Regions from separate parts of the Zea mays genome. Here region 2 is linked to region 1. Evidence: chromatin contacts called from public Hi-C data. All regions are on one chromosome and are shown on one strand. The core of a region is the stretch at or near the end of the contact, and the rest is flanking DNA. Distances in the headings are between cores, read along the strand shown. Region 1 holds the start of LOC100383806. Region 2 holds the start of LOC103653545.

Region 1 (5,746 bases), core at 1,818-4,317:
ATAAAGAATAACTTAAATACAACATATATTAATTTATTTCAATTAAGAAAAAATAACTAAAAAAATATGGATGCTAATGAAAAGAGGAACAAGAATCAGAATTATGTGAAACCAGCATCTAGTGTTTTTGCTCTCTATGCATAGAAACGAGAAACATTTCTAGTGATTCTACTGATTCTCGTAAGAACCAGAAGCGTTTCTGGTTGCCAAACGAGGCCTAACAAAAAGGTGAGCAATAAAGGGTTGATGCAAATACAGTAACTAGTTCCACCTAATAAAAATATATTGACCGAAATATGACAATATGAGACTCCTCAACAGTCTATGACAAAGCTTAAAGCCAATCTCACATAAGTTATATCAAAATTGAGTCATTTCATTATCTGTAATAATCAATTATTAAACTAAAACTGATCACTTGGAAGATTTAAACTTTGGAACAGTATCATACAGAAAGAAACTGATAACCGTGATTCATCCAAAACTGCCAATGTGGAAAAAGTTTGATGGACATGGTAACGACCAAAGAGAGCCATTTGTGGTTGCTTACACTTTCGTATAAGCTGGCAATCCAGCACAGTATCAGTTTGGTTTCGGCTACCCCACGACCACTTAGCAACACGACTTAATAATGTCTATTATAAGTTATAACAATGGATGGCTCATAGCTGATGATACAGTTCACACTAGTTATGCAGGCAAACCGACAAAGACATTCTATAGTTCTCTTCAACTGAAGCCTTGCTGAAATTTGAAAGTTCAAGTGCAAAGTGAATTTCAATAATGAGAAGTTGTGCATCTGACACATGCTGTAATTATAATTGCTGAAAATACCATATTCATCACTAACACAACACTAAATTAGTGATATGCATACAATAGGCTAATGAACACAATGGAACAGTAAAGTTCGTCGGCGATACTAAAAGATCTGGAGTTGCAAGTTAAAAAAATATAAAGGAAACTAGAGAACAGTAAACGAAGTAAAAGTTCATGTACCTTGCTCAGCACTCTGTTGTTGCCTTGATGCCTCGGGCTTCTCTGAAATGGAAAATTGAAGCAATTACTCAAGACAAACCAGTGGACTTACGAATGAGATCGACAATAGAAGAAAAAAGTACATCAAATGAACACAGTCGGGAATAAGAGATGAATCAGAGAGTCACTCAAGCTCCAATCTCAAACTTAAATTCCAGCACACCAAAATGATAATCAGACCGAATCATCCAGGACCAGAACAGCAGCTAAATTATTCCATTTAAAAAGTTGATTGCGGATGTTCCAAGAGAAAAAAATAAAGAGGACCAAGAACTTGAAATTTTCCACCCCGTTAAAGCACCAAAATAAAGAACACAACATACATCTAATAACAGGATACTTAGTAGGACGTCCAATCAACAGCATCCGATTTGAAGGAAGTACTTGTGCTTACAAGTTATGAATGAATACCTCAACTTAAGCATGGTCAAGAACCAGAAAGGCTCCAACCTTTTACCTCAAGTATAAACAGCGGCAAAACGAATTCGCAATTAAAATTTTCTGATTTTATAGTATAAGGGCATGTACAGTGGAGAGACACCAAAACGGTTCTCTAAGCACAGGAGACAACTAAGAGACTGTATTGTACAATGGAGTGTCTACAAACGTAGTCTATTAATAAATACAGAATTAAATGTATTTGTATAGCATCAAATCGATAGAACAGACGACAAATTCGTACAGTGGGAAGTGAGGCGTCTGTTGCTACTTGGTTTACGAGCCAGAGGCGTCTCTTCGTGGAGAGACGACTCTAAGATTTTTTTGCAAATAACCCCCTTAAACACCTTAAAAGCCTCCACATTAAACACCACTGTACATGCCCTAATATAGCACCAAAAAATTAATGAAGCACCGAAACCCAGACAGTGCAAGCACCGGGAGGCAGCAAAAAGGCGAAGCGGAAGTCAACGAGCAGCTCACCAGATACAGGCACGGCGATGACTGGTGGTGGAGGGGGAGGTGGGGCCACCGGCGGTGCGTCCTCTTCTTCCTCCTCCTCATCCTCCGAGAACAAGGCCTCCTCCGTAGCCGGGCGGCCACTGTCAAATACGGCCTCCGGCACCTCCGCCTCCTTGTCCTCGTCGACGCGCACCGGCGCCGGCTGCTCCGCCGCGGCATTCCGGGCGGAGCGGCCGTCGACGATCGCGCGGCCCCGGCCCTCGAGTATGTCGTACACCTCGCGGTCGAAGAAGCCCGGGAGGCGGCGTTCCCTGCGCGCGTCGTTGCGCATAGCCCAGAAGGACGGCTCGCGCGACGCCGCAGCGGCACGCTCCCACTCCTTCACCTTCTTGTAGTCTCCGGCGAGGTTGCTCCAGCGCTTCCGGCACTGCACGGGGCCCCGCTCGAGGCCGTGGCGCCGGCAATACTCTGCCACCGCGGCCCACTTGGGCTCCAGCGCCGCCACCGCCGAGGCCTCTCCAGAAGCCGCCGCCGCCGCCGCGCGGCCCCGCGCGCCGCGCCCGCCGCGTCCCTCCACCATGCGCTTGCCCTCGATGAGCACCAGTATCTCCTGCCGCGTCCACCGCGGCAGCCTCGGCGCGCGACCTGACGGGGTGGCCGCTGCCGCAGCTGCTGCTGCTGCGACGGCGGGGTCGCCGGCGGTGGACATGGCTGGGGCTGGGCAGGGGCGGGTGCTTTTTGTGGCGGAAGTTGACGTGACGGCGTGAGGCTGGTGATGTAACGGAGAGTTAACGACGGTAGGAGAAAGAAAGAGCGGAGGGGAGGGGCGGGGGCGCGTGGGGGAGGCGGCGGAGAGAAAGCAACGAGACGGAGGCCGAGAGAGAGAGAGAGAGAGAGAGAGAGAGAGAGGAGGGTGAGGAAGGATTGCGTTGTCTTACTTTAAGCAAGGGGATTAGGAGCAATGGCGTTTAATTAGGCACAGACTCATGTGGCTTGTGATAGGAGTAGCCAATTCTAAGTGGTCAGTATTTCTCCCCGCCAAGTCATTCCCGCCTTTTGGTTTCTCATACGCAACTATTTTTAATATAAAAATATCTAAGTTTGTATGTGAGCTGAATGAAAGAAGAGATAAAACCACAAAAGAAAAGAAAAGAAAAGAAAAGAGAAAAGAGAGAGAGAGAGATAGAGCTAGAGGCAGGCTAGCAGAGAGAGTGGATTTTAGTTGGAGCAGGGGATAGGGAATCGGTGCCAATACCAAGTGCCCATGCATCATGCGTCCTCCAATGTCCACCATGATGTAACAGGCAAAAGGTGGCTCAATACAAGGGGTTTTCTAGGAGAAAGAAGAGGTGGGGTGGTCTTCTTGCGACTGCAAGGAGTGCTGGTGCCTTAATTTATTGTGTGATTAGGACCTGTGGTTAGATCACAACAATAGGCCGCCAACCTCTGATCCCAACGGTCTCCGGACTTTCTCTCTCTCCTTTTTCCAATCGATTTTGGGCATCCTCATAGTAAGAAGGCACCTGAAAGGAATGGACAGGACTATTTTGTGTCTCTACGTGTCCATCGTAGATGCTTCGTTATGTGCTTATTACTAGGGTGTTTGGTTTAAGGAATGAGCTAGTCCATCATCTTCTCACTCCTCACTATTTTTGTTTGGTTTGTGGAATGGAATGAGTTGATTCATCACCACCTCATTACTCATAGTTAATTAGTTAGTACTAATATGAGGAATAAGGTCATCCCACATGATGCACCACCTCAATTTGGATGTAGTGATTCCTTAAACCAAACACCCCCTACATGTGTCGTTTAGACAAAACGGTCTCCCCAGTGGATATGTGCTAGAATTTTTTTATTTTTCAATTCTACTCTTTTTATAACGTATAAAAGCAAGCTAGCTAAGTAGTTCCGTTCTGTAAAACATCTTGGGTGTGTTTGCCTATGACCCAGCAGCGTGACTGCGTTCCCGGCTGTAGCTCGTGTGTTTGCATCGTCTGGCTTGCTCGGGAGCCAGGCTATTCGTGTGCAAATTTAGCCTTTTATTCTGGTTCACAGAAACGAGATCAAGTTTCGTTTCCTAGGAGTAGGACTGGGCATTCGGTTCTTCGGTTCGGTTCGGTTCGGTTCCTCGGTTCTTGTAGAAATTCGGTTCTTCAAAAACTAGAACCGAAATAGCAAGATAAAGAAATCAGAACCGACTAGTTCGGTTCTCGGTTCTTCGGTTCGGTTCCTCGGTTCTAACCGAACTTTAACAGCCACTCTAAAATTATGAATAACGACAACTTTTGTGAGAAATTTCAGCAACATCTCCCCACAAACAACGACAAGTGCACAATGACTATAATTTCATAGATAATACATGGATGATTAGAGGTTCAACATAAGTCGATAACACAACATCCGAAGTTACAAACACATGTAACAAATTGAATCTAATACTTTTGGGTTTTTCGGTTCTTTCGGTTCTTTGGAGTGCAGAACCGAAAATATCTCATTTATTTCGGTTCTCAAAAAACCAGAACCGAATTTCATAACGGTTCCTTCGGTTCGGTTAGTTCGGTTCCGGTTCTCGGTTATTTCGGTTCGGTTCCTCGGTTCCGGTTCTTTTTGCCCAGGCCTACCTAGGAGCATGGCTAGTCGTGGTTAGGGGTGGATAACGAGCTAGGTCGACTCGGCTCGTCCGAGTTCGAGCCGGCTCGTTAAGCTAACGAGCCAGCTCGGCTCGACTCGTTAAGGTAACGAGCCACAGAGTCAACTCGGCTCGGATCATTTACGAGCTCAAGCTGGCTCGTTTAGCTCGCGAGACACAGCAGAAAAAATAATATGTACATAATAATTATTTTTAGTTAATTTCAAACTAATTTAACAATAGAAAATAGTAATTATACTCATAGTTTCAGACACCACGTCAATGTAACACCAAATTAGCACAATTCATCACTCATTAATTCACAGTTCACATACATGTTCATCAGTTTAATCCATAATTATATATGCATAGACCAAATTAACACATAGACATAGTTCATTAATCATTAGTTTAATTCATAGGCCATAAACACCTCACATATATATATAATACGTTCATCAATTATTCTGTAAATGATATGCATATAGTTTCGTTTTGTTGTAATATGATAGCTCGTTTAGCTCGCGAGCTGGCTCATTAACGAACCGAGCTGGCCCGTTAACAAACCGAGCTAGGATGTCAGCTCAGCTCGTGAAAAAATTCAAACGAGCCGATCCGAGCCGAATCGAGCTGACCATGAACCGAGCGAGCTAGCGAGACACGAGCATTTCATCCAGCCCTACTCGTGGCACAAGGCTTTCGCTTTTAACTAGTTTTAGCCTTCTAGCCCGGCTGCCTACTGGATGACAAGCATCAGCTCGTCTGAGCCAGGCTCATATGGTACAAGTGCGCAAACAAAGTGAGTTGCAGTAGGCGAGACATGTTAGCTTCAACCTGAACCAGTTAAACGGGCCAAGCCGGCCAGGGACAGGGTCGCAAGCATCAAGCATGCCCCTTGTCTATCCTCAGCTCCACATGACAATGCTTCAGTGCAGTTATAATATTTGTAGGCAAAAAAAGGAAGAAAAAAAAACTATGTAGTTTCGAAAAGAAGAAAAAAAGGAATGTTGTGTATATATGCCCACAATGTTGCATGGTATGGTACCCTGTTGCCTTTGCAGTTTTGCACTATATAATATTTGTAGGAAAAAGGTTCAAACAAGATAAGCTGAGACAACCAGAAACATGTAGCTAGAAAAGCCTAGCGAAATCGGGCGTGGCTAAGGTTCAATGACG
Region 2 (5,746 bases), core at 1,591-4,090, 220 kb after region 1:
GTAGAAACTATTAAAATAAAACTTTTAGATCTCAAAAAGTTATGCAACTTTATAGTTGGTCACATTTTCAAATGAACTCATTTAGTGCCTTAAATAATTAAATTACTCTCGATTTGTTATAGTACATGGGGAATGAAAACGTAATATAAACATAATTGGTGTAGTAGTATAGTGGTATAGGATGGAATGCGCGAGAGAGAGGTTGCGAGTTCGAATCTCACCATTTACAAAACATATAAGTTTGATTCAAAATAATAGTGAAAAATGATAGGGCAACGGGTAAGGTAATAGGGTAGGGTTGGAGAGTTGTTCCTAGAATTTAAAAAATGTTTTGCTGTTTTTTTTAATTTTTTCGATTCTTAATTTGCCGAGTGTTTTTCTTTGCCGAGTGCTTTTTGACACTCGGCAAAGTCTTTGCCGAGTGTCCGAAAAAAACACTCGGCAAAGAACCCTTTGCCGATGAAATCTTTGTCGAGTGTTCTTTGCCGAGTGTTACACTCGGCAAAGCCTTTGCCGAGTGTAAAATAGCCTTTGCCGAGTGTCTTAGACACTCGGCAAAGAACGCGATTCCGGTAGTGTATGTTATTAGTTTTATAACTAGACAATATTTAATATATACACGTATAAATTATTTAGATATTTGATGTAACATAGACTAAACTTTATATGGGCTGAACCAAACACTCCTTTAGTAACTGTTGGTGATTCCAACCGGCACTAATGTCAATGATTTAGTACTAGTTGAAGACACCAAGTACTAATATTCTTGATTTATAAACCCTCTCCTTTTAGCTCGTGTGAAGAACATAGTCTAGCTCTCTATTTATGTCGCTATAAGCTTAAAGTGGTGAAGTGTTGTGCAAATTTTTCAAGAATTTGTTAAAATTTTCATTCATTTAAGTGCGAAAAAGTCAGCAAGTTCGTCCTCCTATATAGTGAAGTTGAAATAGTTATTTTTTGTTTAGGTTTTTTGATATTTGTGGTTTATATAATTTAGGGAAAAATTAGTATGTTCGTCCTCTAATATGTGTAGAAATATGAATGAATGTAATAGAAATTAGTAGTAAACTAGATTGGAGCTTTGTTCATTTGCTAAATAAGTTTGAAATAGTGTTGTTGTGTAATATTTTTAAATTGTTTGAGTTAATTGTCTCATATGTTGTGTATTACACATGAAGGTAATTTAATTCTCTCATAGGTTCATGTCGTGATAAGCTTCAAAGAGAGGAGGTACTATACAATTTATTTTCGAAGAATTTGTTGAAGATTTCACTCATTTAAGTGTGAAAAACGTTAGCAAGTTCATCCTCTCATATAATATAGTTGAAATAGTTATTTATTTGTTAAGATTCCTTGAATTTTATGGTCGATTGTGTCATATGTTTATGAAAGATAGCATTAATAATGTCTTATACAAATAATACAGATGAGTCGTAAATGGATGTATAACATGAATCAACGCTCTGAAGAATATGAAGGACTGGTGAGGCCACCAGTGGGGGTGAATGGGAGCCATTACAAATTCTCGAACTGCGAGAACGACACTTGTGACTTGATTCCCAAAACTCAAACCAAAATCCTCTAAGGACTCAAAATAGCAGATCAGAGTACAATGCAAACCAGTGTCATTTGAATGTACCAAAAGCCTGAAGAATGCCCAACCAAACTCTCTGCAAAAATTCAGTAATAGAATAGCAGGAATGGTTGAGCAGTAGTGCTGCGCTCATGGCCGGCAGTGCTGGGCACGCTAAAATGCCCATAAAATTCTCAAACTTCACAGAAAGTTTGCGCGGGGGAAAGAAGATGATTCTTGAAGTATCAACCTGAGCAACTCAAAAATCAAAGCGTAGATTGAAAATCCCGTTTTGGTTGGGGTTTTCTAGAAACAGGTTCAAACTTAGTTCTTCTTAAATCACGACCAAGAACTGTGATGTCGGCACCAAGATTGGCAGCCGCCTCGGCCCGTGCTATGGCTTCGACTAGGGGTGGGTCTTCAGTGTCTCTAGCCGTGGCGACCAGCGCAAGGAGAAGCTCGAGAGCGAGCTCAACGGATACAGGGTGCGGAAACCCTACCCATTATACCCTTCCTAGGAGTACTCCACAAAACAAAAATTTTAACTTACAAGTCAGAATTTGTGTTTCATGAAAATTAGCACCAGTTGATGACATACTCCATACATCCCAAAATAATTGTCGTTCTTGAGGTGTCAATCATTTTTAACTTTGATCAAATATATATTAATATTTGTTATATAATTAGTATCATTAGATAGATGTTTGAATCTATTTTAGGAAATTATTGACACGTTGTGATGTGTATGGGTGGCCTAGGGTAGTGGGTTGTGGAGCAAGGTAGTTGGTTGTTGAGCAAGCGAGACTAGCAGATATTTTGCAAGGTTTAGGAGAAACACTATATTTATATTCACAGTCATCAAAATTGTGTAACTTACTCGATTGTAGATGATGGATGTTAGAAATAAGGATACAATATATATGGCTAATGTTCAATTACGTTGTATTCCATTCTTGTATAAACTTGCTAGCTACTATTTGCATCCTAGCCGTTGTACACATTTTTATGTTTTTTTTAACTCCTATTTCGCTCTCTCTCACCTGTTTTTTATTTCATGCTATATACCATTGAACATAATGACAAACAATCAAAAGTGCATTATCCGGTTGTCGAACATTTTGTAACTAGTGAGAGAATTAAAAGTTGGAGCAGCTTGTCGAAATTTGGCAAATGAGAGGAGCAGGCAGCAGCCGGTCTCCCGCGCGATTGCAGTCTCATGGTCAAGGTCAACCGTGCCGATATGGGTGTCCCTGTTCCTCCGACCTCCATTCGCGATTAAACAAAGCAGCGTCAGCTTCTATTATAAGTAGCGGGAAGAGAGATTGATACCTTCCGAACTCCCTCTCCCTCGTAGCCCCAAGTGGCCAGCTAATTTTAGCCGAGGCTCCAACTCCAAGGCAACGGACGCACAGAGGATCAGGAAGGAAGAAGGGGTCGCAGCCACAAGGGTGCTTTCCAAATCCACGGCTAGCTTACGCTTACGGAAAGATCATAGGGGCTTACTCGGAGCAAGGAGGCGCCTGTTTGCAACGACGAACGCGAGATTAGAGGGAGAAACCAAACGCCGCAGGGGATGAAGTCGCCGTTGCGCAGGCTCAGGGGCTTCGGCCACCACCACCCCAAGGAGCGGAGGGGGCACCAGCCGCCGCCGGCCAAGCTCGACGAGCTCGTCTGCGCCGCCCATGTTCGTACCATTCATTCCCCACCTCCACCCTTTTTTTCCCTATTGGAATTTCTACCGGGCGATTGGGATTCCACGGCCTATTTTTGTGTGCCGTTCTTGAGGTGAGTGGATCCTGTTCGGGTTTCGTTTTGCCGGGAATGATGAAACTATCTAGTTTTTGTAATAGAAGCGCGGTGGAAAGGTAGAACACGGAGACCCATATAGTTTTGATTACAAAACCTGCATTTCATGCTACCTCAAACTATCTAGCTAGTTTTGTAGCACCAAGATATTGTCCCAACTGCATTTTGATTACAAAAACTGCATTTCATACGTAGATTTTGCCGAGGAAAGAAGGTGTTGAACACTAAAAATTGTAGCACTGATACTATCAGACGGTCCGTGGGTGGTAGGCAAGCACAGACAAGCTAAGTCCGTGTCTAGCGAGGGATGGTAATAGATTACAATCAAAATGTTGCTTCACAATAAGCTATGATCTTTAATTAATTTTAATTCAAAAATTAATAGGAATAGAGCTCGTTCCTAATTCGATTCGATCCTTAAATTTTATAGTGTAAAATCTAAAGTCCATTATCACCATTAGGTCGGGCTTGGTACTTCGGACCGTTCAAGATTAGATGAATTCAAGCGAGAGTCCTGATTTGTTGTGATATCCTTCCTATTTTTTGTGATATTTTGTTCAACTTCTCTCAGACCTCCTCGCTACGAATATAAATGGGTACGGCCGATTGATGCACACACAATCTAATCAAACCAATATATTTACATTACTTACCTTCATGCTTTAGATCTTGATATAGCGTAGCATTAGTTGTAGTTCATCAATCTCAATTTTCTACTCTGTTTGGCTCTATATTGTCTAAAGGCGCTTTGTGTAGTCTGTCGATCCCGAAACAACCCTATGATATCTGCTCCCTGATGGAGTCACTCTCGAGAGATGAGATCTAGGTTTACCGAGACCTCTGTGCGCGCCACGGATGGTCCGGCGCCCTACCGCGGACCTTCCGACACCATGTGAAGTCGAGCTCAAGGTCCTACACGTCGCGTGAAGAATCTAGGGTTCGTTAGTATTTGGTCCAAAAAATGCCAACAGAAAGGATGCGGGCATGTCTGGGTAGTGAAGAGGAGGAATGGCCGGGAAAGAAGAAACACTCGTGAAGAAGGAAAATAAAAAAATTGAATGTAACCAGCGGTACAGTGAGGAATTTTGTCCAGCTACGTACATCAAACATAATTTGATAGAGCACTCTTGAAAAACTTTACCAAAACGATGAATCTAGCCGCTAGATTCACTATTTCGTTGGATATAGTAAATTTAAACAGTTTGACTAGTTTTTTGTGCAAGAAAAATATAATTAATCTGTAGTTGTTGGAGTTGTTCCAAATGTACCTGGCCTTTTGGGGCTTGTTCTCGCTGGTCAAAGTCTTCACGAGGAAACGTCCATCCGAGAAAGTTGCTGTAGAAACATATCAGCCATCTAACGTGATCTTGACCGGGGAGGAGAGGAATGGCTTATATATTATTTGGATAATACATATCAACAAGGGTTTTTCCGTCGTATGAACGCTTTGCTATGCCACACGACGCATTTGCTCCGACGCTATGCTCTTTGGACTTGTGACCATAACGATGCAGAATATATAAGAAATGTCTAGTGCTTGCTCATTCATATAGGATTGAGACGGATGTTTACCAAATCTTACATTCTGAACGTATCACTCCTAAAGATTGGGATCATAGACAGTTTGTTGCTAGCACGAAGCTAAAATGAGCAAGTGTCTGTACGCTGTTAAATATAAAACACAAAGATATGTATGATGTGTTGGCTAGGTGAGTGTGAATGTGGATTTAAAACCAACAATCATGGTTTGAATCCCCATTTATACATAATTTTAATATTTTTACTATTTAAATGAGAAACTGTAGAGAAACGAGGTCAAGAGGTGGACAACTAATCATCCTTTTGTCGGTTGTTCGTTACTGACTCTGAAGTAGGGCTCTCAACTTCTCTGCAGGAGGTGGAAGACATGAGAAACTGCTATGATGGCTTGATTTCAGCTGCAGCCGCTACAACAAATAGTGTATATGGTACTGATGACGGCCTTATTTCAGATGTTAAATTACTTGCAATATTATTATTCAGTTGTATCCATGTTTGTAACCGAGTGCTTGTTGGCCAATGCAGAGTTTTCTGAGGCTCTTGAAGAACTGGGAGGCTGCTTTCTCGCAAAAACTGCACTAAATGGTGATGACGATGATAGTGGTAAGCACATGCAAATTTACGGTGTAAAACATATACTCCCTCCGTCCTAAAATAGTAGTCGTTTTATCTCTTGATTTTTATGTCCACGTTCATATGAATGATTATGAACCTAGACATGACTAGGACATCCTCCACTGTTACCGGTTGGCAAAGACGTAATTAGCTCAGTTGGCCCAATTGCGTAATTGGCCAGTTAGCTCAATTGTAGTTGGACGGCGACCGTGT

Evidence for each region. Hi-C and Micro-C count contacts between places; a contact is called where the count stands out from the background.
Region 2: a contact with region 1 is called in a Hi-C map of leaf, with 2.9 times the contacts expected there. The contact joins the promoter of LOC103653545 here to the promoter of LOC100383806 in region 1. A contact is called at or near these places in 10 of 25 Hi-C or Micro-C datasets (bundle sheath, ear, leaf and 2 more).

Annotation. Positions count from the first base shown.
Region 1 is chr4:99,226,520-99,232,265 of Zm-B73-REFERENCE-NAM-5.0, forward strand. It overlaps LOC100383806, which reads right to left and starts at 3,068. Exons shown (of 3, transcript NM_001176438.2): 1 at 1,960-3,068; 2 at 1,000-1,041. The coding sequence starts at 2,647.
Region 2 is chr4:99,446,005-99,451,750 of Zm-B73-REFERENCE-NAM-5.0, forward strand. LOC103653545 reads left to right here and starts at 2,841. Exons shown (of 11, transcript XM_008680422.3): 1 at 2,841-3,257; 2 at 5,274-5,346; 3 at 5,444-5,521. The coding sequence starts at 3,147.